Linked DNA regions of Mus musculus: all the other regions are linked to region 7. Evidence: chromatin contacts called from public ChIA-PET, HiChIP or PLAC-seq and promoter capture Hi-C data. All regions are on one chromosome and are shown on one strand. Each heading gives the region's core, a stretch centred on a gene start, on an enhancer-like site or on the middle of the called end of the contact. The rest is flanking DNA. Distances are from core to core; before and after follow the strand shown. Region 1 overlaps Stx8 (syntaxin 8). Region 2 overlaps Myh10 (myosin, heavy polypeptide 10, non-muscle). Region 3 overlaps Stx8 (syntaxin 8). Region 4 overlaps Myh10 (myosin, heavy polypeptide 10, non-muscle). Region 5 overlaps Stx8 (syntaxin 8). Region 6 holds the start of Myh10 (myosin, heavy polypeptide 10, non-muscle). Region 7 holds the start of Pik3r5 (phosphoinositide-3-kinase regulatory subunit 5).

What was found. Promoter capture Hi-C pulls out the DNA fragments that hold promoters and counts their contacts. HiChIP or PLAC-seq counts read pairs in DNA pulled down with a chosen protein or histone mark. ChIA-PET counts read pairs in DNA pulled down with a chosen protein or histone mark.
Region 1: a FOXA1 HiChIP or PLAC-seq map of pancreatic cancer cells shows a contact between it and region 7. The contact joins the enhancer-like site here to the promoter of Pik3r5 in region 7. A contact is called at or near these places in 6 of 39 promoter capture datasets (the C10 cell line, the SN4741 cell line and embryonic stem cells), 2 of 115 datasets of contacts at active chromatin or transcription factors (large pre-B cells and pancreatic cancer cells) and 1 of 9 other capture datasets (embryonic stem cells).
Region 2: a contact with region 7 is called in an RNA polymerase II ChIA-PET map of memory CD8 T cells, with 7 read pairs. The contact joins the enhancer-like site here to the promoter of Pik3r5 in region 7. A contact is called at or near these places in 5 of 39 promoter capture datasets (the C10 cell line, embryonic stem cells, frontonasal cranial neural crest and 2 more), 2 of 115 datasets of contacts at active chromatin or transcription factors (large pre-B cells and memory CD8 T cells) and 1 of 9 other capture datasets (embryonic stem cells).
Region 3: an H3K27ac HiChIP or PLAC-seq map of large pre-B cells shows a contact between it and region 7, with 6 times the contacts expected there. The contact joins the enhancer-like site here to the promoter of Pik3r5 in region 7. A contact is called at or near these places in 2 of 39 promoter capture datasets (the SN4741 cell line and embryonic stem cells), 2 of 15 datasets of contacts at CTCF or cohesin (embryonic stem cells and stem cell-derived epiblast-like cells), 1 of 484 Hi-C or Micro-C datasets (embryonic stem cells) and 9 of 115 datasets of contacts at active chromatin or transcription factors (double positive thymocytes, embryonic basal ganglia, embryonic forebrain and 6 more).
Region 4: a promoter capture Hi-C map of embryonic stem cells shows a contact between it and region 7, with 4 times the contacts expected there. The contact joins the enhancer-like site here to the promoter of Pik3r5 in region 7. A contact is called at or near these places in 8 of 39 promoter capture datasets (the 3T3-L1 cell line, 3T3-L1-derived adipocytes, the C10 cell line and 3 more), 2 of 15 datasets of contacts at CTCF or cohesin (large pre-B cells and pro-B cells), 5 of 484 Hi-C or Micro-C datasets (adipose-derived mesenchymal stem cells, embryonic fibroblasts, myocytes and 2 more) and 6 of 115 datasets of contacts at active chromatin or transcription factors (T-cell acute lymphoblastic leukemia, bone marrow-derived dendritic cells, bone marrow-derived macrophages and 3 more).
Region 5: a contact with region 7 is called in a CTCF HiChIP or PLAC-seq map of the NIH/3T3 cell line, with 6 read pairs. The contact joins the enhancer-like site here to the promoter of Pik3r5 in region 7. A contact is called at or near these places in 2 of 39 promoter capture datasets (the 3T3-L1 cell line and embryonic stem cells), 1 of 15 datasets of contacts at CTCF or cohesin (the NIH/3T3 cell line), 2 of 115 datasets of contacts at active chromatin or transcription factors (embryonic stem cells and large pre-B cells) and 2 of 9 other capture datasets (embryonic stem cells and pancreatic islet).
Region 6: a contact with region 7 is called in a promoter capture Hi-C map of 3T3-L1-derived adipocytes, with 5 times the contacts expected there. The contact joins the promoter of Myh10 here to the promoter of Pik3r5 in region 7. A contact is called at or near these places in 12 of 39 promoter capture datasets (the 3T3-L1 cell line, 3T3-L1-derived adipocytes, the C10 cell line and 8 more), 1 of 15 datasets of contacts at CTCF or cohesin (the NIH/3T3 cell line), 1 of 484 Hi-C or Micro-C datasets (embryonic stem cells) and 2 of 115 datasets of contacts at active chromatin or transcription factors (memory CD8 T cells and pro-B cells).

The regions. Positions count from the first base shown.
Region 1 is chr11:68,088,604-68,091,303 of GRCm38.p6, forward strand. All of the region lies in intron 6 of Stx8 (syntaxin 8), which reads left to right. Among named protein-coding and RNA genes, the nearest start is that of Stx8, 120 kb to the left of the region's middle. Within about 2 kb of position 1,433, at least 71 of the 459 cell types and tissues checked have an H3K27ac peak or open chromatin away from gene starts, as enhancers often do. A contact at or near this core is called in the SN4741 cell line and pancreatic cancer cells, where this site is marked.
Region 2 is chr11:68,767,262-68,769,961 of GRCm38.p6, forward strand. Myh10 (myosin, heavy polypeptide 10, non-muscle) reads left to right here. Exons shown (of 41, transcript NM_175260.2): 13 at 938-1,111. Among named protein-coding and RNA genes, the nearest start is that of Myh10, 77 kb to the left of the region's middle. Within about 2 kb of position 1,355, at least 13 of the 459 cell types and tissues checked have an H3K27ac peak or open chromatin away from gene starts, as enhancers often do. A contact at or near this core is called in memory CD8 T cells, where this site is marked.
Region 3 is chr11:68,011,172-68,013,871 of GRCm38.p6, forward strand. It overlaps Stx8 (syntaxin 8), which reads left to right. Exons shown (of 8, transcript NM_018768.3): 5 at 144-268. Among named protein-coding and RNA genes, the nearest start is that of Stx8, 46 kb to the left of the region's middle. Within about 2 kb of position 1,255, at least 4 of the 459 cell types and tissues checked have an H3K27ac peak or open chromatin away from gene starts, as enhancers often do.
Region 4 is chr11:68,789,577-68,792,276 of GRCm38.p6, forward strand. Myh10 (myosin, heavy polypeptide 10, non-muscle) reads left to right here. Exons shown (of 41, transcript NM_175260.2): 23 at 529-666; 24 at 1,041-1,164; 25 at 2,287-2,458. Among named protein-coding and RNA genes, the nearest start is that of Ndel1, 62 kb to the right of the region's middle. Within about 2 kb of position 1,400, at least 11 of the 459 cell types and tissues checked have an H3K27ac peak or open chromatin away from gene starts, as enhancers often do. A contact at or near this core is called in embryonic stem cells, where this site is marked.
Region 5 is chr11:68,070,929-68,073,628 of GRCm38.p6, forward strand. The region is part of intron 6 of Stx8 (syntaxin 8); the gene reads left to right. Among named protein-coding and RNA genes, the nearest start is that of Stx8, 110 kb to the left of the region's middle. Within about 2 kb of position 1,438, at least 21 of the 459 cell types and tissues checked have an H3K27ac peak or open chromatin away from gene starts, as enhancers often do. A contact at or near this core is called in the NIH/3T3 cell line, where this site is marked.
Region 6 is chr11:68,690,617-68,693,316 of GRCm38.p6, forward strand. Myh10 (myosin, heavy polypeptide 10, non-muscle) reads left to right here and starts at 1,299. Exons shown (of 41, transcript NM_175260.2): 1 at 1,299-1,566.
Region 7 is chr11:68,430,701-68,433,400 of GRCm38.p6, forward strand. Pik3r5 (phosphoinositide-3-kinase regulatory subunit 5) reads left to right here and starts at 1,425. Exons shown (of 19, transcript NM_177320.2): 1 at 1,425-1,562. It overlaps Gm32046 (a long non-coding RNA gene), which reads right to left and starts at 1,385. Exons shown (of 2, transcript XR_388771.3): 1 at 1,211-1,385; 2 at 1-978.

The DNA of each region.
Region 1 (2,700 bases), core at 183-2,682, 340 kb before region 7:
AAATCTTTGACCTTTTACAGAAGACAAAACTAGGTGCAAACAGGTGAGATTTTTTTTCTTTTTGTGTGTTTTTTGAAAGTCACAATAGGAGTTACTTTTCAGAGAGAGATAAGGAAGTAGTAATTAGGGGGAGTGGGATGGAGAGGATGATATTAGGGTTTCTCCAGCCTCCTTTCTTGGCCTAGGTAAAATGTGACTGGGATAGCCGCATCCTGATTATTAGGGTTGGGCCTGGAGCTGAGTGGCAGAACGCTTGTCCTGTGTGCTCTAGGTCCTGGGGTGCAGTCCTCAGTACTACACAGACACTAAAAAATACACACTTTGTGATAATTGACTCAACTGTGGATTGGAGTTACTTGTATTTCACAACCAATATGGAAATGTTAATTAGCTCCTAGTTTCATGGCTGTGCTGTCCCTGGATTCAAGCTCTGTGGTATCACTGACTACTGTGATTTATAGCTTCTGTTATTATATAATGACTCAACCAACTTGAGTCCCCTCCTCCCCATTCATTTCTTCATTATCTGAAAACAATATGAAGGACAGGGTGTTCATTGTATAACCCAGGCCGGCCTCAAACTGGTGGCAATCCTGCCCTTAAGTTCTTGGATTATCAGCATGAGCCACAACCCCTGACTGAAAATATTGAAAAATATTTTGGTGGGGAAATGGTATGTGTGTGGTACATAAATGTCCTTTGTAAGTGATATTACAATATTGTCTCTGACATGTTGTTCAGACATAAATGTTGTATGTTTGCAAAAAATTTAGAATATGCTTTCTAACATATAAATCTATGCATGCATATACAGACATAGAAACAGAAATATTTGTATATACACATACACCCGTGTAATTCTTTGTTATGACATACTGTTCGTTTATCATGTTTTCTGTCACTCTCTCTGCAAATGGAATCCGCAAATGGAATCTGCAAATGGAAGCTGGCCCAACAGATCCCATCCACACACGGGGAGCATTAGTGCAGCGTGAGGCAAAGTCTCTCCGCCACATAGTTCTGCTAATCGGAATGAGTTTAGCATGTGGTATTTACTGTTTGGTCTTGCCGACACTCACTTTGTGTTCTGACACGATGCTCTAGTTACTAACAAAAGCATCTGCCATGGAAAAAAAGTAGTCAGGTGATCTTGCTGGAGTTTGAAAATGTGGCAGCTCTTGGTGGTTTTAAATATATGGAAATTAAAGATGGGTAGTCAGCTAGCGACTCAGACAATTTTTTTGATGCTGCCACAGACCCCACAAACTTCACTGCAAGTGCAGCCTGGGAAGAATAAAAATCCAGGAGGGACGGAATGGCGGCTAAGAGGCACGATGGCCAAAGGCTGCCTGCCACAGCCAGAAGATGTGAGTGATTGCATCCTGTGAGGCACTAAGCACTTTAGCAAACCTGTGTAGTTTGATCCCGCTTCATGCCTTTTCTATGACCTCATTCCCTGCATTCCAGAGATGGGCGAGTAGTCTCTGACTCCGTGTGCAGTTGCCTGCGGTCTCTTTCTTTGTGAGTACACCATAGCCCCTCAAGGATGGTTTCTTTGTTTTGGATAGAGGTCCTTCCTATGTCACCCATGTGGCTCCAGCTCCTGGGCTCAAGCTGTCACCTCACTTCAGTCTCCCTAGTGGCTGGTACTGTGGTTAGTGCAGATGCAGGCTTCGAGTGGCTAGATTCTGAGTCCCCCCAGATCACAGTCATTTGTCCCCACATCTCTTTACCCCATTGTTTGCTGGTATTTCCTGGATGCTGTGTGATAGATCGTGTCCTTCCTTTATTGGGGAGTTTCCTCCCTTGCTGCTGTCCTAATGCTTGCAGAATTGTATCTGTATTCTGAATGTTAGGAACCGCAGGCGCAATCTCTGCAGATGATAAACACTGTCCACGACGGATACCTAATGCTTACATTTTGGTTGTTCCTACAGGAAGACTCAGTGTTTACCACATCAGAGAAAAGTCCTCTTTCTTTTACTTGATGGTTATCTCATCTGTCTTCCCAGCTCTTTATCCCCCACCTCTCAGTTTTATTTGCTAACATGTTTCGTCCTTTTTATGCCCTTTTCTGTCTTCTGGGGCATATTTCCTAAAGCTCGCCCCTAGTGTACAGTAACTGCCTTCCTTGTTTCTTTAACAGTCAGGGTTCTGTCTTAGTGTTGTCAAGGGTGTGACATTGTTGCCTTTTGGTAGGTCTGAGCTTGTGACACTGACTTAGTGTCTAATGGCTTCGTCTTGGGAGTATTCCTTGGATGTTCCTTTATTTGAGCTCTTTCTTGCACCTCTTGGCTCTTTGTACACAGAGCTCCCTGTCCATTTGTTTGGCAGTTGGGAAGGGTCTTAGCACAGGCCTCTGTTGCACATTTCAGACCCAGATGAAAGGCTCTGGTTTGAGGTGCGGAGAAAACATGACAGGGGTCCTTGCTTTCTGCCTAACCTGCCCCTGCTCACTGCCTCCCCTCGCCCCACCATGTGTAAGGTGTGAACAGGCAAGGGGACATCCCCATGGAGTGGCTTCCAGAGTGGTGGCTTCCAGAAGCACTGCAGGAGTTCCTACCAGGTGCCCTGCAATAGGAAACCCATAGGTAGGAATTTAAACTAATAACTTTAGAATTTTTATTTATTTAAATGTGTGTATGGGTGTTTCACTATACATACAAACACACACACACACACACACACGTATGTGCACCA
Region 2 (2,700 bases), core at 105-2,604, 340 kb after region 7:
GGGTTGTACTTATAGGTGAATAAATTAAGAAAATTACATGTCTAAATTAATCTATCTACTAAGCAGAACAATAGGACAAGGGTGTCGGGGGACAGCATTCACAGACAAATGAGGGCAATGGCAGCAATGAATGAAGGATGCTCAGATTCACTTGTCACAACAGAGCAGTGTCACATTTGACATCGGCTAAGGTCAGGCAGCTGATGCAAGAAGGACCCCATAGAAACAGGAGTAGGAGCCTTGCATTCATTAAGAGCACTGTGTGTCAGCTCAGACTGTGCTCCCAGCAACAATTCCTAAGCTGATTCCTAGGTCCATCCTTTACATCACTGTGGAGCCTGCTGCCTCCGTGAAGAGAATGGAACACAGGCAGGTGCAGCCTGTAGCTCCTTGTAGCTCCCTGCAGCTCACAGGCCCACAAGCTCACCAGGATACCCTGAGCCTCTTCCCTCTCCAGGTCCTGACGTTGCTCTTCCTCTCCTCGCTTTGTATTTCATTTATTCTTTATTTCTATTCCTTAATTGTTCATTAGTAAGCACTGAGATGTTTGGTAATGTGGTGTAGCTATCCTCTCTTACCACCACCTCTCTGTCTCTCTGCTACACTGTGTGTGTGTGTGTGTGTGTATGCATCTGTATACTCATGCACACACAGAATTCAGTTATCTTTTTACTCCATGACTCCTGGGGATTGGCCTCAGCTTATCAGGCCTGGTTGTAAGCACCTTTACTCACTGAGCAGTCAGTCTCACAAGCCCTCTCTTACCTTGTTACAGTGCTGTGGTGGTGGGGCAGATGTGAGAGACAGAGAGCCCTCCCTTAGGATAGTCATAGCTTTAGTAGTGTCTGTGCTGCCTACGGAATAGTTTAGAATGAGCTTTTGGGGTAACTAGATGGCTAAGTATTCCTGTCTTCCTCCCATGACTCAAAACCTTCAGCTGAACTCCTTCGAGCAGCTGTGCATCAACTACACCAACGAGAAGCTGCAGCAGCTGTTCAACCACACCATGTTCATCCTGGAGCAGGAGGAGTACCAGCGAGAGGGCATCGAGTGGAACTTTATCGACTTCGGCCTGGACCTGCAGCCCTGCATCGACCTGATAGAGAGACCTGTGAGTGCCTCCTCCCTGCCCAGCTTCCTGCTCTGTTGAGCAGAGACTTCAGTTTTCTTTCTGGCATAATCTGAGACAGACGATCTAGAAAATGATACTCTGATAACACGATTTACTTAAAAGTGTGTGATCTGGCAGTCAGAGCCTTTGTTAGGTCTCCTCAGGTGCAGCCTTGAATCCCCTGTCCTTGTGTTTGTGCATGTGTCAGATAATGTGCTGTGGTCCTCACAGACCACAGAGACCAGTATGATGGTTGCACTGGTGTGTACCTGTCAAAGGGCGTGTGCCGCTCCACTTCCTTCCTAGGTAATACAGGGACACTTAGCTGAGAACAAAATGTGTCACATAAACTTAGTTTTTAGATAATTGAATTTGAGCTCAGCCTTTTGTAAGTATTTTTTGACAGTTTTTTGTTTTTGAAGTATGTTTGAGGAGGCATTCTTTTGGCAAATATACATTTAAGGACACACGATGTGGGATAGTCCATAGCTTAGCTCTGCCAAGATAGAGTAAGCTAGCCCTTCATGATAATTCCTGCTCCACTTACGGTCTGACATATGATTCTGGGCCAGAAGGCTGGAGACAGATGCTGGAAAGGGAGTGAGAGAATGTTCTGGGGCAGCACTGGGTGGTACAGTGGTCACCGTAACCACATATCTTAGACACTCCAGGCAGGAGGAGGTAAGCTCCTTCCGACTTCCCCTCTTGGCCTCCATGGGCACCAGCACCCATGTTCACAGACACATAAAAATAATAAAACAGATCTAGGATTTAGGAATGTTTTCATTCAAGGGGATTGGAAATTGAATGTTATAATTCCTATGACCTTAACATTAGTGGCATGCTTAATTTCTCAGACCGTTGACAGTAGCTCCAGCTACCTGCCCCTGTGATCCTGGCTCAGTAGCCCCAGCTATTTGCCTCTATGACCCTGGCTCAGTATTATTAACTCCCTTCCACTGTAACCCTAACACAGTAGCCTGCCACTGTGACCATGGTTTCTCTAGAAGTAGCTAACCTCGGACAATGTGGATTATCATCTCTCTTTAACTGATCTGACACCCCGAAAGCTCTTTGAGAAGGAACCCAGGGGTAAGGGTCTCGCTGTAGAAGGGTTCCTAGGTCCCATGAACCGTGTGCTTCATTCAGCAAGTGCCTGGATCTATCACCATCACATTGCTTCGTTTATACTCAACTGTAACCCCTGCTTGCCTTCCAGATAGCATCTTCATCCAGTAAATACCTGAGGAAAATAGTTTCTAAAGTTTTATACAAAAAGAAAAAAATTCAGAATGTGAATTCAGTGCCGTGTCACATGCTGGGGCCGCACTGGCGCTATAGCAGTAAACAATAGCCCAGAAGCACTACTAAGGAGCCTGCTGCTCTCTAAATACTTTATTTCTGTTTCCAAGTCACTTATGTAGAAAAAGAAAGTCATCGAAGAAAAGGCAAGCTGTAGATTTTTTATTATTTTTAATTAAGACATAATTCACATGCGTAAATGAATGTAAATGAACCTGTTAAGGCTGGAATTCAGCAGTTTTGTGCTATATCATACCACTAATTCTACACTGTCATGACTCCACCCC
Region 3 (2,700 bases), core at 5-2,504, 420 kb before region 7:
GTCCCTAGAATAAACTAAGAGTGCGATAAATTGTGGAGATGGCTTTGCAAAGCGTGCCAGGCTGGCCAGCTCCGTGCTCGTCACAGTGATTTTCAGCCGGTTGTGTTTTGTGAGATATGTAATGTGCTTGCTATTGTTCTCAGGTCCAGCCTGATGAGCGAAGAAGCAAAGCGAGGAACTCCCAACCCTTGGCTCTGTGAGGAGCCGGAGGAGACCAGAGGTTTGGGTTTTGATGAGATCCGACAACAGCAGCAGAAAATTATTCAAGGTACCTATTGCTCCAGGACTGTGGCTCACAAGCCTGGCTATTCTGCTGTGCTTGACTATTCTTTATCTCTACTGAAAGCTAGAGTCCAAAAGTAAAGCTCTTGGTTTTGGCCTCAAGCTGCTTGAGGCAACGACTTCATTGCTGCTCTGACTCCATGGTCATCACATCAGCTTTTACCCTCAACTTCATCTGGACCATCAGGGTTTTTTGTTTGTTTGTTTGTTTGTTTGTTTGTTTGTTTTACCTTTTTATTTGTAGGTTCCACACTTTTGCTTTAAAGTGTGCTGTTTTTAAAGTTTCTCATTTTTTAAACTTTCAGAAGTAATGTACTGTTGCTATGGGTTCAGGCAAGATTTGGGACAGACAAGACAGAGAGTACTTTGTGATGCCTCTCCAGTCTCAAAACTAGAGGTGGATTAGTATGTGTATCCACAGTCCCGCTTGCATTACATCTATGTCTGTGTTTAGTATACATCTATGTGTATGTTTAGTATTTAAGTACACATGTAAATAGCACGTGAGGTACATAGCTATCTCACTATGTGAACATTTCATAGTTTTCAACTTAATGTTATGGCTTTTTCCCATGTCAGGGTGCCTGCTGCTCTTTCTACAGACGTATTTACTGAAATACAATTGGCATTATCATAAGCAGCACAAACTCAACGATTAGATGAACTTTGACACAGTATACACATGTGTTTGCATGTAAGCCCAGCACATACACATGTGCGTGTATGTTTGAAGAAAGCATCACTGGAGTCAAGATAGTGCACACAGCTTGCAGAAGTTCCTCCGCCTACCTCTGAGGGTCTTCCTGTTCTTCCTGTTGTCTCTCCCCAATTCCTCGACAGCGGCTGATCTGCTTTCTGTCGCTGTTAATTGGTTTCTATTTTCCAGTTTCACGGAGTACACTCATACAGTATCTACCCTCTTTGGGGGAAGGGGATCTGGCTTCTTTCTCTATGGCTAATTTTTAAATGCATCTGAATTGTCACGTGACTCTTCTTCACACATGCTGATTTTTTTATTCCCCTAAGATGTCTTTAGTTTTCTCTTCCTCTTTCATTAACCTGTAAGATATTTTCATATGTCCCCCTCACCGTTCTCTTGTCAGATAGCTTTGGGTTTTGTTTTTAGAAGGAAAATTAGTTTCCTTAAGATCCTGCAAGGGCGGCTGGCTGGGCGGCGACAAGGTGACAAGCGTCTCTCAGTGACAGTTTTCAGACTACGGATGTTGTTAAGTCCAGTTGATCAGGTTTTTTTCTTGTGTGATTTTTGTTTTGATTACATCGAAGAAAACATTCAGTAGGTTAAAGCCACAAGATTTATTGCCTTTTCATCTCTAGTAACTTTATAATGTCAGGTTTTCACGTCAAGTCTCTCAGATCTCTTTTGAATTGTTATATAGGCACAGGTGCATTTTCCATTTGGATATCCTTCTGGCTTCGAGCCATTCAAAAAATAAAATAAAAAGAATGCTTTCACTGATGAATGTCAAAGGTAATCAAATGGCCATGTACATATATACATGTATATACATATATGCATGTATACACATACATGTATAAACATATATGGCCCTGTCTCTTTGCTCTATTCTCCAATAATCTGCTTGTTTTAAGGGGGCATGAGCTTTGTGCTTCTCTGATAGATCACTAAACCAAGTGACATGTGACATCAGACTTTATTCTTTTTCTTGGTATTTTTGTATACTTTGGTTTTTCATACTTGTATTTGAATTTTAAAGTCAGCTTTGAATTTTTTTTTAAATGGCATCAAGGCACATGTAATTTTGATTGAGATGACATATTTAGGTTCTTTAGAAGAGAACTAATGTGACATCAGCAAGAATCCTCAATCCGTAATCTGGATTATCACTAAGTAAATCTCACATAGTCTTTCATTTTTCTTAGCATTGCTTTTTAGTTTTCATGATGCACGCCTCACGTGCCCTTGGTCAGGTTTATCCCTACATATTTTACGCTTGTATTGTAAATAGCATTTTAAATGTCCAGTGTCTGATTATTGCTCATATATAAAGCCGCTGTTTATATCTGTGTTGTCTGTGGATCACGCAACTGTGCCCACTCTCCCTAGTGTGCTCTAGTAGCTTATGTGTGGAATCTGCGGGTTTTTCTATGAGTAAGACAATTGGATTTTCTAATTTCATTGCAGATGCCTTCTGTGTATTCCTCTTGCCATATTGTACTTGCTGCAGCCTAGTACAGGTTTGAAAATAGATGTTCTTGCCTTGTTTCTGTTCCTCATGGGACGTGTTTATTTGAATCCAAGTTTGAATCTTTTTTTTCCTTATTATTTTTCAGTACTGGATATTTTTTAATTTTCTAGAAATATTTTTGTGAGTAGTTGTAGGATATAGTTATATTATTTGGGTCATACTTTTATTTCTATATTTTAAAAATGTTATG
Region 4 (2,700 bases), core at 150-2,649, 360 kb after region 7:
TGCGACACAGGCGCGCTTGCACTGGACGAGCACGCTTGATGCGGTCGGTGCTGCTGTCCCAGGTGTTTCCTGGGTTGCTGATTGTTACTGTACAATGTGAATTTCAATTACAGGTTATACCTCCTCACAAATGGACCAAAGCTTAATTGCCAAAGCCTTTGCAGCATGCTCATAGTTTTGTGTATTGTTATGTGTTTGGCTTGGTCTGCCAGTGTTAACAGCCCCAGGCTGGCCTGCAACTCCAGCCTCCTAAGTGCTAGAGTTACAGTCGTGGCTGCCACCCCGCTTATTGTGTGATTTTTTTTTTTTTTAATCTGAATCACCCTGACGATTTCTTACAGTTGTATTTGAAAGCGTGGTTGCAGAGCTTGCCATGTTGGACTGACCCAATTTAAACTTAACCCTGTGAAGGTTCACAGATCTGTCTCATACTCACAAATACAAGCCATTTTTCCTGTGTGCTCTTGCTATGCAGCTGAAGCTGGTGGAGAAACTGGAGACACTGACGTAGGCTTTTTTTTTTCCCAGGACCTAGAAGAACAACTGGATGAGGAGGAGGGGGCCCGGCAAAAGCTGCAGCTGGAGAAGGTGACAGCAGAGGCTAAAATCAAGAAGATGGAAGAGGAGGTTCTGCTTCTCGAAGACCAGAATTCCAAATTTATCAAAGTAAGACCCTTTCCGTCTTACTTTATCAGGATGCAACAGAAAGCTGACACTCACTGAATGTGGCTCCATGCGAGGAAGAGAAAGTGCTGGAGAAAATTTCAGTTGTATTTACTTTCTCTGTAAAGGAGTTCTAAAGACAGGCTCTACTTAGCCAAATGTCCTACAACCTTTTCTAGTCTGTTCCATCTACGCCACTTGTAGTGCATCTGGTATTTGGGCTCTGAGCACAAGGCAGGCAGCAGGCAGGCACCAGGAGAGCACTGGCTACCCTGGGAACACCCCCTAGGCCCCGTTACCCACTGTTTCTCACATCAGAGAGAATCCCAAACCCAAACTCGCGTGTCTTTTCTGAAATAGATTTTTTTTCTACTTAGGAAAAGAAACTCATGGAAGACCGAATTGCTGAGTGTTCCTCTCAGCTGGCTGAAGAGGAAGAAAAGGCAAAAAACTTGGCCAAAATCAGGAATAAGCAAGAAGTGATGATCTCGGACTTAGAAGGTTGGTGTTGGCCCAGAGACCTTAGTGTTGTGCCTGAGTCAGAACAGCCCGGCGACTGCTTAGATGAGGAGTTCTGTTAACAGAGACCCTCCCAGGTTGCGTGGCTTGGTGTCTGGTGGGTGGAATGGAATCGGATGGGTTCCTTTGTTCTTTTTAACTTGCCTTTAATGGACGTTCTGGGCATTGGCTCCAAACACTGAGGAAGTGCCCTGGTGACACCTCACAAAGGGATTGGCCAATGGCAGAGCCTGGTGGGTCAGAGGTGAAACTGGGGAGAGGCAGCGGCAGCAACTCTGGCTGCTATGATGTCACAGTCAAGATGGCGGACGACAGGACAGAAGCTGTGAGGTCGGATGACCTGTCCTTAATCCTGCTGTCTGTACAGCGAGTGCTGTCTGTAGGGGCCCTGCAGAGGCGTGCCCACCAGCTTCCTTAAGCATACTTTACAATGGGAAACATGGGCTTGTATAGTTTAAAAAAAAATACTTGGGGTTGGGGAGGAATTTTAGGTGCTTTGTTTGTTTGTTTATTTGTTTGTTGGGTTTGGTTTTGGTTTTTTGGTTGATGTAGATAAAAGATGGACCATCAGCACAAACTTATTTTTGTCAACTTCCTTGCTACCCTCTGGGTCCTCTGCTAAAGCGATGCCCATGAGGTGGATGTGCCCATCCTGGGGCATCTTAGCAGAAGGAATCTTGTCAAAGAGTTTAGGACTCACGGGTCACACTGCTTGAGCAAATCACGGGAACAGAAGTGGTACAGCCTTTCTTAGGGCAAACATGTGGCCTCTGCCTGCTCCTCTGTCTGCTCGCCCCATCTTAGGGCTGGGGGCTAGCCTGGGGTTAGCTTCCTTCCCAGTTCTGGGCATAGGGATGGTGTGATACAGCACCAGATCATCTTGGCTCTTAGCAGGATAGACCCCTTTCCAAAGCAGGGGCAGCTTTGGACAATGCCCATTTCTCCTTCAAACCCTACCCGTATCCTCATCTTCTCACCGCCATTCCATCCTGGCGGCTCTCAGATGACCAAGCATGGACTCGGGATTATCAGAGCCATGACCACATCCACTTACTGTGTGTGCTCTGCAGTGTGGTGAAGGGCTGCTTCTGTCCTGCCTTACAGAACGCTTGAAGAAGGAGGAGAAAACTCGACAGGAACTGGAAAAGGCCAAACGGAAGCTGGATGGGGAAACAACCGATCTGCAGGACCAGATCGCTGAGCTGCAGGCACAGGTCGATGAGCTCAAAGTCCAGTTGACCAAGAAGGAGGAGGAGCTTCAGGGGGCGCTGGCCAGGTCTGCAGTCGGGGAGGCAGCTGGACGGGCAGGCCTGTGGTCCTGCATGGTGGCCTGGGTCTGGAGCACAGGAAAGCCCCAAGGAACAAGATATAGTTTCTTTGATGTTGGTTATGACATACATTCATGAAAAACCTAGCAACACACAAGTAGTGCAAGAGCTCTGAGGACTCACAAGAGTGTTAGTGTTTACAAATGGCATCTCAATCCCGGGGGCTCACACCAGAGAGCAAGCCACTTTA
Region 5 (2,700 bases), core at 188-2,687, 360 kb before region 7:
GCTCTCTGGCACATCTGTGGCCATTGCAGTTGTGTCAAAGTAGACATAGTTGTCTATAAACAGAATGTGGTTCCTCCACACCATGAAGTATTTATTCAGCTGATGGAAGGAATAGCTGCTGGCATATTCTACAATGTAGAAGAACATGAAAACATTGTACTTGGTAGAAGAAGCCAGACACTGTCTTTCACATGTTGTATAATCCCATTGACTTGAAATATCTGTAATAGGTAAATGCATAGCTGTAAAACTCTAGATTGGCGATCCCCAGGAACTGAAGGAAAAGGCAGTGGATGTGAACTGGAAGAAAGGACAGTGGGTGTGAATTGAAAGAAAAGGCAGTGGGTATAAACTAGAAGAAAGGACAGTGGGTGTGAACTGGAAGAAAGGGCAGTGGGTGTGAACTGGAAGAAAGGGCAGTGGGTGTGAACTGGAAGAAAGGGCAGTGGGTCTGAACTGCTTTGGGGGTAAAGAGACTGAAACTAGACCTAGTATTTGATCACTACTATGAATGTACTAAATGCTCCTGAATTGTTTAAAGTACTACTTCTATGTAGTATTGACTTGACTTCAATAAAAGATAAAAAAGAACAATTCACATTATAAGGTGTGGCAAAGCAGCCATAGTTGATATGTAAATAAGTGAATGCAGGTGCATTCTAATGTAGTGTATAAAGCTTTATTTATAGTGAGAGAAGAGGGGATAGACAGATTTGCTCTGTAGGCAGTTTACCAGCCCTACTACAATGTGAAAGATAATTTTGATAGTGATTGGGGATAGGATAGGTGGGGATGAAGACTGAGCAGATGAGAAGTCTTGGAGTGGGAGAGCAGTTAGCCTGGAAACTATCCCAGTAATCTAAGCAAGCCTCTTCACTGTGGAGGAGGCGCCGACCCTGCCTTACCCTGTAAGGTGGATGGGATTGCGGTCTTTTCCACCTACCCCTACCGTTACTTTTGTATGTGCATTTAAATTTTCCCCTTAAAAAGGATTGGGCACAGTTCCAAATGGAGAGACTCTCTTAATAGAATGAGAGGGCAAGCTGGCGGGGAAGTGGCCGTGAGGGAGAAGAGCACCAAGGCTTCTAAGCATTCACAGGCTTTTCAGCTGAGGTTGGCTCAGCACTCTCTGTTGACTTTAGGACTCTCACACTTGCTTGAATAATGACAAAGATATTTACCTTTTAGACTCGTGTGTGTGTGTGTGTGTGTGTGTGTGTGTGTGTGTGTGTGTATGTGTGTGTGTGTATTCTTTCATAGATAACCTTCACCACTCTTAATGCATTAGCTGCCAACTTTTCCTCCTCTTCCTCTTCCCTCCCTTCTTCCCTCTCCTGTTTCCCAGTGCTGAGATTAGAAACTCAGGAGCTTACAATTACGAGGCTCCCAGATCCCCTTAGGATAGTTAAGTCACACATCCCATTAGTAATAATCTTGAGATGTGGCCAAAGGTGTGACTCAGTGATAGTATCTGTTCGTGCCACACACAAGGCCCTGACTTTAATCACCAGCACCAATAAAAACAAAAGTATTTGTGAGTGAAGTTCTAGATCATTCTTTATAATTGCTCTTATAAAGTTATATACACTATTGCTCTGTGTATTGCATGGATCCTAAAAGAATTTAGAAGAGGTTTTCTGTCCACATTCTAGTGACTCATCTCATACATCCTCCTTTGTAGACTCTTCATGTAAATTATCCTTTGGCTTAAATTTCCCCCTTTCCCAGCGAAATGGAGCCTAGTAAGGAAGCGGTGCTGCCGTGTGTATTGTTTTAACATTATCCTGGACTATGTGCTGTTGGAACTTTCCGATGTGGAAACAGCTGAATTGCTTCTGAGGCTCTCACACACTGAGTTGACTTGAGAACTTAGTGATTAATAAGGCAAAACTATTTCTCTTCGGGCAGAGCCATGGGTTCGGTTTTTCTTCGGGTTAAAAGAACATTAGTCTTCTAACCAGGGATTTCTGCTGTCTTTATAGTGGAACAAATGCTTTTTTCAGATCTAATCCTGGCGTGATAAATAAAGCTCTCTGCAAGGTGCTTGGGAAAGTTGTAAGCAGCTCCCGCGTGGAGAGGCCTTTGTTGTGGAGGAAGAGGCCTAACCTCAAGGGTTAATCAGTCACTGTTCGTGTAGGTCAGAGAGAAAAGTTCACATCTGAGTGGTACTGGCCATCAAGCCCTTTCTTGTGGTTCTTTCCACAGTGATATATTCTTAAATATCCCTTGAGTTCAAGCCTCCCAGATAGATTTATTGGAGCAAAATGTTCCTTGTCCATATGATAAGTTGTGTATTTATTTGCATTGAAACTGAGATAAGTGACAATCAGGAACTCTGTGGTAGCTGTGATTTGAGCAAACATGCTAGTAAGTAATACTGGCCAAGTGTCCAAATGTGCATCTAACACGCTGCCTGGCATATTGCAGATGTTTGTTGATTGCTTATTGGCTGAATGAGTGTAGAGTTTTACGAGGCTGAGTCCAGTATGGTGCTGCCAAGTTGGGCCAGCGTGTGATAGTTGCACAGTCTTCACTTTGTAACTGTTTTGTTAAACTGTATATGTAGATCTTTTGGGTTTCCCTTTACATGCTGGATTTCAGGATTAAAATGTTTTTAAGCACTTTAAGGGGGGTTGTAACAAAGTATATCCTATCCATGGAGCTTGTTTGCTTTAGAGGTTCAAGAGTAATATGCTAAAA
Region 6 (2,700 bases), core at 49-2,548, 260 kb after region 7:
GCATGTGGGGTTGGAGACCAGATGCACCTGGACAAAGGACAAAGAATTCTCACTTCCCCCGGAAGGGCTCTGCATTCAGCTGCCTTGGAGATTTCTCTGAATTCCACCAACCCTTTCTTATCACTTCCTGCCTTGTTTTCATTTTTTTTCTCACTTTAAAAAAAAAAATCAGTCTAGAAGTTTCTCAGGCATTTACAAAGTATCCATTAAAACACACACATATATACAATACTAAATACATAAAATCCTGAGGCAGTTTTAAAATAAAGTATTTTATATTTATCTTTTTATAAGAACAATAATCCATTTGGCTCTTGTGATTTTTTTACTTTATTATATTTATACATGTATAATTAAGAGTTGACTAGATTCTGCAGACATTTCATTACATTTTTTTTTTAACTTCAATTTTCCAGTTTCCTTATTTTGGAAGCCCACTCCCACCTGAGGTCCATGAACCTTTCTAAGGCACTTGAACCACTGGTTCTTTAGCCCTAGGGGCTATGACAACAGCACAGGAATCCTGCAAGCCCTACCCAGTTCCTCTTCCATAGAGAGCTGGAATGAATGAGTGAGTGAACAAATGAAGTCGCTCTCTGGTCTTCTCTGCCAGGCCCGTTTGCTTCTCGTATTTTTGGAATCTCAGCCCTGCCTAAGAGGCAGAGCAAGCAAACATCCAACTGCGGCGGGTCACGAGAGGAAGGAAGCATCAGTAAGGGGGGACTCCGGCCGCCACAGGGTTGCAGCCCGGTCAGGACAGAGCTTTAGCGCCCAGCCCGAGAGGCTCCCCTCCCCCACTGCAGGTGAGCCGCAAGCAGCGGCTCCCACCCACTGAAGCTCCAGGGTGACGTCAGGCCTCAGGACCGCGCTCCGGCCCCGCCCCTGCAGGCAGCTCCGGGAGCTGGCGATTCCTCGGCGAAAGCCGGTCCCGCTGAGGGACCCAGTGGCTGCGGCAAGCCTACGGGCCGCAGAACGCTCGAGTGGGTTGCAGCGGCGGCCCGACGCAATAGAGAGACGTGACCAGTGGGAGCTGGTGACTTGTGCTGCGGTACACCTGCCCCACTGTCCACCCAGCCCTGACTAGCGCAGCGCGCACACCCCAACAAGATCGGCGATCTCTGCCTCGCGGGATCGCCAGGCTCCTAGTTTCAGCTGTCCATCTCCCTCCAGAGTCAGCCAATCACCCGCCACTGCCCCGGCCGCACCTCCCGGAGTCTCTGACAGGCGTGAGTAGCAGCCTATGAGATTGGGAGTCTGTGGGTCTAGGTCGGGAGCGGGAGCCAATGAGCATCATTCCAGGTGGGTGGAGGGAGCGGGACTTGGGAAGGTAGCTTCGTTCGGGTTGCTAACGTCTTTCCTGGGAGATGGGCGCGCAAACCGACCAGTGGGTCTGGGGGCGGCAGTGATGGGCGTGGAGATGGCCCAATGAGGGTGGGAGTGGGTGGGGCAGGCGCGAGCAGCAGTGCTAAAGGAGCCCGGCGGAGGCAGCGGTGGGTTTGGAATTGAGACGCTGGATCTGTGGTCGCTGCTGGGGACGTGTGCCGGCGCCACCATCTTCGGCTGAAGGTGAGACGAGCAGTTGCCCGGGTCCGAGTGCGGCGTTCCGGGAGTGGGGACGGTTGAGGGAACAGGAGGGGAGGAACCGGGGCTGGGGAACTGGGCGAGCCTGGAGCACAGAGACGGAGCCCAGGCGGGAGCTGGGAAAGGGAGACTGGGCAGTGGAGAGCGGAGCTTGTGGAGATGACGAGACCCCAGTGTATGGAGATGAAGAGACCCCTGGAGGGGTGGGAAATGGGGTCCTTGAGAATGAGACCTCTTCATGGATCAGGGCCAGGTCATACGTGAGGACGACTCTTGAAAGGGATGAGAATGGAGATCTGGGGATGGGGATGTAGGGACCAACTCCTGGTTGCATTGGATCCCTGGAAGCGTGGGGTTGGGAGGTGAGTGCCCTAATAAGAGGCCGGAGGCGCCCGGCGTGTCTATCTCCTTTTAGGAGAGGACTGAGTCCTGGGATGTGATCTTGGTGCTGGGGGCCCAGGAAGGAAAGGGGACCCTGGGTGGGTTGCACCGTGGGTTAGGTGGAGTTAGATTTCCCCGGGTGCGACTGAAAGGTTCTCCGAAGACTCAGAAGGCGGACCCTGGATCTGTGCGGTTTAGGGACCAGTGGCCTGAAACTGCATGGTCTTGGGAGCATGCGACGGATGAGAGGCTCCAGAGCTGGTCTCGGGAAGGAGGGCTGGAGCTAGACCTCATGCCACGCTCGCTGGGGACCGTGGTGGACCGGGAGGTGGACACCGGGCGAGGCCTGGGCCGTTGGGGAGAACGAGGCGGGAAATGTGGCCCGGGCGCGTTGTAGCGGAGCGGCCGGGGGGAGGGTCAGCCGTCGCCTCTGGATCGCTTTATTGTGTAAGTGATCTGGTAATGGCTCGCCGCAGAATCTCTCCCTAGCCTTCTGTAGTTAGGGTGTCATACTCTGATCCTATAAAATCGAAGTGGATTTGGGTCGGAGGGAAGTTGAAGCTGTGGAGTCCTTGGCGTTGGCGGGGCTTTGTGGGCCTTTGGTGGGCGGATGCGGCCCAGGGACCCGAGAGGCCCCCAGTCAGGCCTCTCTGGGAACTGGGGCCTTAGGAGGTGGCCAGTCGGTGCGTCTGACCTGAACTGGTGAGGTTTGGGTAACGGGGTCTCTGCCTACGACCG
Region 7 (2,700 bases), core at 175-2,674:
GCCTTGTTTGTAAGAGGAAACAACAGAGCTGTACAGTGGTGGGAATGTAACCAGGTGGCACCACCGAGTGACAGAGGCACCCATGGGTCTTTCCAGCTGCACTGGGGACACTGCTTCTAGTGGCTGTCACTTTAATTTCTGTCCAGAAGATGCCAGGTGCTCTTGAGGTCTGGTGGTTGGCCCTGCAGGGACAACAACACACCCCAGTGTTGAAGGGAGGAAAATTTCAAACTCAACATCTGCGCCACAGCTGCTAGTAAGAAAGAGGGTGTGCCATTGGAGGGCAGCATCGCTGGGTTTCTGAGGTCCTGAGCTTCCCGGGGTTTTAGCTTTATTCTGCCTTCAGTTTTGGGAATAGCAAGAATGCAGAAGAAGTCAAACATTCCACAACTTCTCTAGCACATTCCTGGACTGTGAAATGCGCTCTTCTCTATCTTCTCCTTCAGGCACCTACTGCCAATCTTGTCTGCTTCTTTACAGTGAAGCCTGCTTCCTCCATCCCTCTCCTCCAAATGTCAACATGTTTGTGAATAAAGTAGAGACTGGGGAGAGAGTTGTATGGACCACATTGCCCACGGCCGGGCTCCTCACCTGTAAACAGGTAGTTGGGATGGAGATCACTGTGGCTAGACCTATGGTGGGCATTGAGCCCCTTCCCACCTAGTTCCAACTTCTGCGCCCGCCCAAAGGGTACTTTCTGTTTCTGTCTATTTAGGGAAGTTGCTTTTTCTTGGTATTTAGGGAGTCAGGAAAAGAAAAACCATTGGGTTTTTACATTAGCTTTCAGGTAGGGTTGTGGCTTTTGAGCAACAATAACGTATGACCTTGTGGTCGGTTCTAGATCTACTACTGGGAAGGTGGAACCCAGCTGAAGTGATGAGAGATTCTGGTACCGTGTAGAGGTGGTGGGTTGTGAGATCAGAGGTTGCAGAAGCAGTGCTGGAAGTTTGGATTGGTTGGAAGTTTCTAGGAAGATTCCTGTAGACGGAATAGAGGAATCAGGGTGCTTACTCCTCAGCACATCAGGGGTGCAGGCCTTTTAAGGGTTAAGAGCACCCGAAAAATAGAAGTAGTAGGAGGAAGTGGGGCGCTGGGTCGCATTGCGAGAAGGAAGCAGCTCATCGGAGCTTCCTCTTTCTCCTCCTTCCCCGAAGCCCCCACCCACCCCTCCTGCACAGACAAAACGCTCTTCCGCCCCACGGAACCTCACCTTACTTTTGGGGAGCTGTGTTACTCAGTACTGGTACACAAGCCGAAGCGGATGGGGTCCTAGCGCAGGGCAACTGCTTTGAGTCCTAAACTCTAGGGCTGGATGTACCGGCTTGACACAATCGAGCCACCAGAGGGCGAGAGAGCCCGGCTGGGCGGCTAGCCCTGGTCATACCCCGCCCCCAAAGCCCCGCCCCAAAGGCCCCGCCTCCCCTAGGGTTGTAGAGACCCGGCAGATGCTGGGACTTGCTGCCCGGTTCCAGCCGCTGAGCGGTGGTCGGGGGCCTCACCCCAACTGCTGAGAGTCGCCGCAGGAGAGGGGCTCGGCGCCCGGCGCCCAGCGGGGACTGCAGGTGTGTAGCTGGACAGCCAGGGGGTGCTGAGGACGCGTATAAGAGCTCGAAGCACAGCCAGAGCAGGTTGGGACCATTCTGGAGTAGTGTGCTCCAACTGCAGCCGGTAGGCTGGACAGTTGGCGACCTTCTAGTTCTATAGTTAAGGTCCACCTAGGGGACCGGGGCCCACAAACCCATGGGACAAACCCAGAGGCAGAAGGGGCGTCCCAGGACTGTTCATCAAGATTGAAGTAGCTATGCGGCCAAGTGTGTGTGTGTGTGTGTGCAGCCTCCTGCTGGGTTACAAGCCACCGTGTGCTCTGGAGTGAAGGAACCTGCCTGTCTCTGGCTCTGAACTCTCTGGAGGAACGTGGACAACAGGAGTTGTTTGGCATCAGGACCGGGGCGTTATCCTCCACCGAGCCTCAGGCTGCCCAAAGTTAGTGACTCTCAGACGCGGCTGCGGGCTGGGAATTGCGCGCCCAGCACAGTGTTTACACGCCGGAGACACGCGAGTATGAGTGTGTGAATGTATACACGTGTGTGCATGGTAGGACTGGCATGATGGCCCATCCTAGGGTGGTAGTAGTAAATATGCAAGAAGTTCAGGACAGTAGGAGGAAGGAGGCTGTTCAGAGGGAAAAGGAAGGCGAGATGAAAGCAGCAGGATGTGGTATGAAGTGAGTTAAGCCTCCTGTCGAGAGGAGGGGTGGCTTTTGGCAACAGGAGGTCTAAAAGCAGGCCAACTCACCTGAAGGCCTTTTCTGAATGGCGGTCCACTTTGCTTTCCTTGCCTGGTAAGGCCCGGTTCCCAGAGCAGAGCTATGCTCCTGTAATGCCTGTCGAGTCTTTGGAACCCAGTTGTACAGTACAGCTTTCCAAGGTGAAACACATTTTAAATAGGGTTCTTAAGCCTTGATGGGGGAGTTTGCTTGGTAAGGTGTAAGACGGAATAGAGACCTGAAGTCCAGCCAGGTTCTGGCATATGACATCTCCTTATTTGTAAAACTGGCTGTGTATGTCTGAGCTGCAGTGTCAGGTCAGAAATGAAAGAACACAACGCAATGAGAGCTTCGTGGGCAACCCTCCACTGTGATTGTTACAAGCTCTTACAAGCACATAGAATCTGTATGTTTAAAGAGACTCATTCCCACCG